2 separate regions of the Anas platyrhynchos genome follow, and region 1 is linked to region 2. Evidence: chromatin contacts called from public Hi-C data. All regions are on one chromosome and are shown on one strand. The core of a region is the stretch at or near the end of the contact, and the rest is flanking DNA. Distances in the headings are between cores, read along the strand shown. Region 1 holds the start of KYAT3 (kynurenine aminotransferase 3). Region 2 holds the start of ZNF326 (zinc finger protein 326).

What was found. Hi-C and Micro-C count contacts between places; a contact is called where the count stands out from the background.
Region 1: a contact with region 2 is called in a Hi-C map of subcutaneous adipose tissue, with 3 times the contacts expected there. The contact joins the promoter of KYAT3 here to the promoter of ZNF326 in region 2. A contact is called at or near these places in 2 of 8 Hi-C or Micro-C datasets (liver and subcutaneous adipose tissue).

What each region holds. Positions count from the first base shown.
Region 1 is chr8:23,346,355-23,349,691 of IASCAAS_PekinDuck_T2T, reverse strand. It overlaps KYAT3 (kynurenine aminotransferase 3), which reads right to left and starts at 1,436. Exons shown (of 14, transcript XM_038183375.2): 1 at 1,221-1,436. The region is part of intron 1 of LRRC8B (leucine rich repeat containing 8 VRAC subunit B); the gene reads left to right.
Region 2 is chr8:23,198,124-23,201,105 of IASCAAS_PekinDuck_T2T, reverse strand. It overlaps ZNF326 (zinc finger protein 326), which reads left to right and starts at 1,593. Exons shown (of 12, transcript XM_027463703.3): 1 at 1,593-1,890. The coding sequence starts at 1,608.

The sequences.
Region 1 (3,337 bases), core at 187-2,686, 150 kb before region 2:
CCTATTGCTGACAAAAAAAGAAAAGCGTGGCAGATCATAGAGACAGACATTTCATTTTAAGTAAGTAGAAATAAAAATTATAGAATAAGATATACTTTTATTTAGTTTGCTTACAGAAAGGGTAAACAGTTCCAAGAAGGGAAAATGGATGAAATCATTAATCAGGGAAATGCTAGCAGAGCAGATGATTTATCTTGATGGTGGAAATCAAGATACATGAAGGGTATGAAGGTGGCAGGTCAAGAAACAGAAGGGTCTCTTAGGAAGACGGCTGGCCTAGCTAATGCTTACCAAACTTTAAGAATGCTTCTTAGAGAATAAATTGCAGAAAATGTCTCGCTACTGTCACCTCTGACATTAAATTACTATTCATCAAATTGTATCATCATAAGTAACACCAATCAGCCTGAAACAAATGCAAAACAAACACATTCTCTACTAAGCTACCAATATGGCTGCAAACTGGAAAAACAAATGTGTGCTTTTTTTACAACATACATATTTGCATTAGCAGGTCTGTACGTTTGGGTTAAAACACCAGTTTCACTTTTATTTGTAAGTAGTTTCAGTTTTGGCTCAACGGCAATGTTTGTGTTCCAAAACTTGTTTTGCACAGAAATATGTTGTATTTTAATAGTTTCCTTAAGTTGAATAATAATAGATAATTGTGTGCTCCATACAATTTGCAATTTATTTCCACAAAATCTAGAGTCTGTGCTGCTTAAACGAAGGGGGGGTTGTATACCTGTGAGGAAAAGGGTTTTGGTATTTTATGGGGGAAAAGCAGTATTTTGAAAATAGATCCTTTTTCCTAGCTGGTGACTAGACAATTAACAAACATTATTGTAGCAGAATGAATGTAAGGAGTATAATTATGTTGTAAATATGTTTCTGAATAGATTTTTTGCAGTGGGGTGGCTAAGAATGAAAATATTGCAGGAAAATTTCTTGAGCAGATCGAGATGTTTGTGCGTGTGACTAAGAAGAGGCAGAAACACCCCATTTGCTGAGGTATTGAGAGGAATATGGGTAGAAATCAGCCCCTTTTTGCAGGCTTTCTCGCATTTAGCCCTGCAGAAGCAGCTTTTCAGACAGGGCTGAAGGTGGGAATAGCACTGTCAGCTGGAGAAAGAGGAAGTGAGGCAGGAAAGTCAAAAAACTTATGGTGCGTGGGTTGTTTTTTTAAGCGTGTATACTTGTGGAGTTCTGTACAACGTTACCTGCTTTGGGCTGGACCTGACCGGCCGCGGTAGGGTCTGGCTCCGCAGCAGCGCGGCGCTGGGCTGTGCCGCTCAGCAGGAGGACGGGCACCGCGCGCACCCGACCCGCTGACAGGACCGGTGCCGGACGAGCCTGGGTGCTCCCACAGGGCCCCGGGGAGGTCTCCGGGGCTGGGCCCTTCCCTCGGCCGAGCCTCCCGCCCGGTGCCTGCCGAGCCGCCCTCAGGCCGGGCCGGGCCGCAGGTGCGCGGCGCCGCCTTTGTCCGCCCGGGCCGCCGCCGCCCCGCGGCCTGTCAGCGGGCCCGCCGACCGCAAGCCCCATTGGGCGGCGCGGGCGGTGACGCGCGGCGGGGCGGGTCCGGAGCCGAGGAGCGCCGGTTGCAGCCGGTGCCTCGCGCTGCGCTGCGGGCTGACGGGCGCTGGCGGTGGGCACGGCTCGGGGCGGCTCGGCTCGGGGAGAGGAGAGACCAGGCGAGGCGAGGCTCGGCGGCGCGGCCAGGTAAGCGCGGGGCAGCCGCCGCCGGCAGGTGCCGCATCGCCACGGCCTGCGGGGAGCGGCCCCGCGCCCTCCCGCTCGCCCCAGGGGAATGGGGCTGGGGCTGGGGCTGGGGCTGGCGCCGTGCGGGTGGGGCCGGGAGGAGGCGCCGCGCCCGGTGCCGGTACCGCTGCGCGCCCGCCTCCAGGGCCAGGTGTGGCGGCGGCACCTGCCCCTGCCCCTGCCCCGCCCCGCCCCGGGCTCCGCTGGGCCCTGGCCGCGGCCTCCGCGCTGCCGCCCGGCCCGGCTGCTCCGGGGAACCCTCCTGGCGCCCGGTGGCGGCGTGTCCGGGGGACGGTCAGCCCGTGCTGCGGGGCCTGGGGGGTAAAGCACCGAACCGGGCTTCCCCGGGGCTCGGGTCTACGTGGAGGCTGCCGTTAACCGTGCTGCTCCGCTCGCCGTGCTCGCCTTAGCACCTGGTGCGGTCCTGTCAAGCAGCAGCCCTGGGTAACGCTGCAGCGAGCCGGGAGCTCCGTGCTCACTTGCGTTTTCAGGCGTTTCAGCGGCGTGTTCTGCTGACTCCTGGCTTCCCCTGCCTGCTAGCTGAAGCGATAAGATAAGGCGTCGCTCCCTTCCCCGTGTCTCACAAGTCTCCTCTCTGTACCTGCTTAGCAGGGAGGGCGACTGGTCAAAGGATTGCTTATCTGTTTTGTCTGCGCTCATAAAGTTTTTTTGGGGGGGAAGGGAGAGAGCTCACAAGGCTTAAGTAATGTAACATTACAATATATCACTCATATAATTTATTATGTATTGTCTCCGTAAATTGTATGCATTTTCTTCGCTCAGCAGGCCCTGGGAGGAATGGAAGAGTTCTCCCAAGTAGGACTTTTCTTCAGCAGCTGCGGTGCTGACCACAGCGAGGGATGTGGTAGGAGAGAGAGCAGGAGGGAGAAGGGCTGCAGTGTAGAACCAGGAGTTAGGATAGGCTGCAAGTTCTCTTAAGGGTTTTCCCTAGTGTTTTTAAAACATCCTGTTGTAGCTAGGTAACAGTGCTTATCGCAGAGTTTCATGCTAGCATGTATTTTACGTAGTAACCATTTCAATTTCAGTAGGTTTCACGTAATTCATTGAAATTTGCATGTTTGTTCTCTTATGTTCTTGAGAGAAAAAAAGTTGTTGGTCTGACCACTATTTATTATTTTTTTCTTTTTTCTTTAAGGAAGATAGTATTATCATGGGGACAAAAGTAAAATTAATTTCCTGTTGTTTCTCACAAGGTACCTGTACAAGTGCTCTTTGAAGTTGGTGACAGCATGTTGAATAAATTTTAGACAGAGCAGTAATACTAAAGAGGCATCTATCTGTAATTCAGCATTATAAAATGAGCCTCGCAGAGCAGTATATCACTGCCAAAGAAGCATTCTTATAATGGATTTCTTGAATGAGAGGAGGGAGGAAGAAAGTCTTGGGTTTCTTTAAGTTGCTTTTGCACTTGCCCTGCCTGCCACACTAGAGGTAGCGAAGGAGGCTGTAGCTCTAGTAATATTACTACAGGCTGCTAAAGCCATAAAGCTTTACTCTGCTGTGATTAGAAACGGATATTTCATGTGACTAAGGGGGATACAGCATGGTTTGTACTGGT
Region 2 (2,982 bases), core at 344-2,843:
ACTGCTATGTTGAAAATGTGAGACATACAGCCTTGAATGTACAGGAAAATTCCCACTGTGTAAATCTCATATTCAATGCAAGAAACTTGTCTGGTTTGCACAAGGGTGCATGTGTAAAGGGATGGGTCCACAATCAAGTCTGTATCTGGACTGTTTGGCCCTAGAAATCACTCTGTTCTGCCCAAGCATACTGTATCCTTGGCTGAGAAGTCAGTGGTGAGGCTGGAGGAAAGCTTCCCTTTGGCAGGGAATAACCATTTTCTCTGTGTGTATTTCTCTGGTGATGCTGAGAGAGAAACAGGAGACGAGGTTTAGCAGAGGAGAGCTCAACAGGGAAATCTACAGGCTACAGTGCTTTTCGCTCAGCTGTATCCAAAGTCTGTGGCTCAAGTATATTCGCATCTGCTGCCATCCAGAGCTTGGGGAGGGAAAACGTCTGACTGCTGTGTCAGACTCAGGTTTTAGCTTAATAAAAAGCTTGGACTCTGGACCTAGGTTAGTCAAACCTTCCTTTCCCACAATGGGGTTTTTATTACTTTTCAGATGTAGAGAAATTGTCAGTTTTTGATTCAAGCCTGTTAGCTACTGAAAAGTGAAGTCCTGTTTCCCTGACAAAACCAAAAATCAAGAGATAGTGACTTTGGCCACCATTACAACCAGAAGGTGTGTCTCTAGCTCGTCCTCAGAGACAACGCCCTAGCTTTTCTGTCCGATCTGCTCATTGCTGCTCTCTCACATACTCCTCCCCTTCCCCCCTCCCCCCCCCATTCAGGAATGTATAAAATATTAAGAAACAAGGAATGAAACATTTCTCAGCATGTGAGTCTCACAAAGGTCTTTGCTTTTTGTTGCATGATGTATGTTTTTGTTTGTTTTTCTCTCAAACGTTTGGCTACGGGAGGAGAAAAGTGGTGTCTTACAACTAGCTTGAATTGAATGAAGCCTGTGTTTACCTTTAGCCTGTTTTACCTCTTCAACGTGGCCTGTTACAGAAACTAAAATAGCTTGTCCTGGGATTCATGGATGAATTGGTGTTAATGGGAGGTTCATGGAAGGGGACTGTCACAGGGAGGCTATACTTCAACACAGGATTATGTGCGTTTGCTATTTTTGGGGGGAAGAGTGAATATCGAGGCCTATTCCTAGCTACCTGCAGTGCTCCTCCTGGCAAGGCCCCGAGGCAGCCCAAAGGGCCGTGGGGGCACGAGGGCAGTGCTGCCATGTCAGCAGCTTTGAGGAGGGGGCAGTGCAAGTAACTCCTCTGCGTACCGCCACCAAGCTGCTGCCCTAACACAGCCATGCAGGAGATGGGCACAGCCGCATACTCGCACACAGCAGCAGCAGCCCCTGTGCTGGGCTGGCACGGGACGAGGCTCCTCGCCGCGGGGACTCGCCCCTGCCAAGCACCGCCTGGCCTCCAGCTCAGGGTAAGGGCACGTTGTGGTCCTCGTGTACCGAGGGCAGAGTTTGCTGTTTTTGCTTTCACTGGGGCCAAAGGGCGTGTGGGACGACAGAGAGCGTTGGGACTACAGAAGGCGCGGCGAGGACGCGGCTGTTCCACCGCTGATAACCCCGCGGCGCCTTCAAGCGAGATAAGGCCCACTGCCATGACGCAAAATGGCGGCTGCCAGCACCTAACATGGCCGCCGCGCAGCCTCCCTCCTCATGACCCCGCCGATCCGGGCACCGGGCGCCGGCGCTTGGGGCGGCCGCGGCCCCTTTCTCCCTTCGGGCCGCGCCGCTCACGTGACGCGGCAGCCGGGCCAATCGGCGCGCTCCCCGGCGGCGCGCAGGCTCCGCCTGGCCGCGTTGTGGCGGAGGGCGCCATTGCCAGCCGCGGCCGCCAGCCGCCGGGAGCGGGGCCCGCCGCCATCATGGACTACGGGGAAGGTGAGCGCCCGGCCGCCGCCCCGCATGGCCGCGGCCGCCTCGCTGCGTGCAGGGCGCCCCCCCCCACCTCCCCCCCTTCCCCGCACGCACCTCCTCGTCCTCCTCCTCGCCGCCCCTCCGGGGCCGGGGGAGCTGCGGTGGCGGCCGGCGGCGGGCGGGCTGCGCGGGAGGAGGGCAGAGGAGGGCTGAGGAGCGCGGAGGGGCCCGAGGGGCCCTCCCGGGACCGGGCGGGCGGGCGGGCGGGCGGGAGGGGCGGGGGGCGAGCTGAGGCGCCCGGGGGGCGCGGGGAGAGCGGGGGGCGAGGGGGAGGCGGCGGCGGCGGCGGTGGTGGCGGCGGTGGGGGATGGGGCGGCGGCGGCGCGGGCAGGGCCGGGGGGAGCTCGGGGCGAGCTCCGTGAGGGGTCGTGCCAGGAGAGCCGCCAGCAGCGAGAGCCGCCTGTCGGCGCGGCTCCCGGTGTCTCCCCGCGAGCTCTCGCAAAGCACTAAGTCATTCTCACTGACCCATCCTCTCCAGCTGAAGACAGAGATTGGAGGTTCCCAGATACCCCCATGCATTGTGGTGTGAACATGCCCAGTGGGTCAGTCTCAGGTATGAGCTATAAATACGTCTAACCTCTAAAAAAGCGTTGGGGCTGAGCAGTCAGTGTTGCCAAAGATGTTAAAAAGGGGTGTTGAAAGTACGTAACGCGGTGTGGCTGCACGTGTTGTGTTCTGGAGGAGTTGTAACTGGTGGGGAGTGAGGCTGCCTTCTCACCTTGGGCATGTCAACGTGAGCTCCTGCACGGTCCGAGGCAGAACCATGAGGTGTCGGAGGAGCAGGGATGGGAGGGAGCGCAGGCTTCACTTACGATGTTGCTCTTTGCATACATCGGTATTTTATTTTGTCATGGAAATTTCTCATATTTTCTTCTATATTCAATTCATGCTGCTTAGATTGAAAAGAAAGCAGCAGAAACAAGGTCAGAGGATGTTTCCCTCTCATGCAGGCATGGGAAAAGAAGAACCTAGATTTTCTTTTGTAACTGACTTTAAGTAAGGGTGTGGGAAGGAATATACAAAGCATAAAAATAAACGTGATAGAGCAAATGTTAG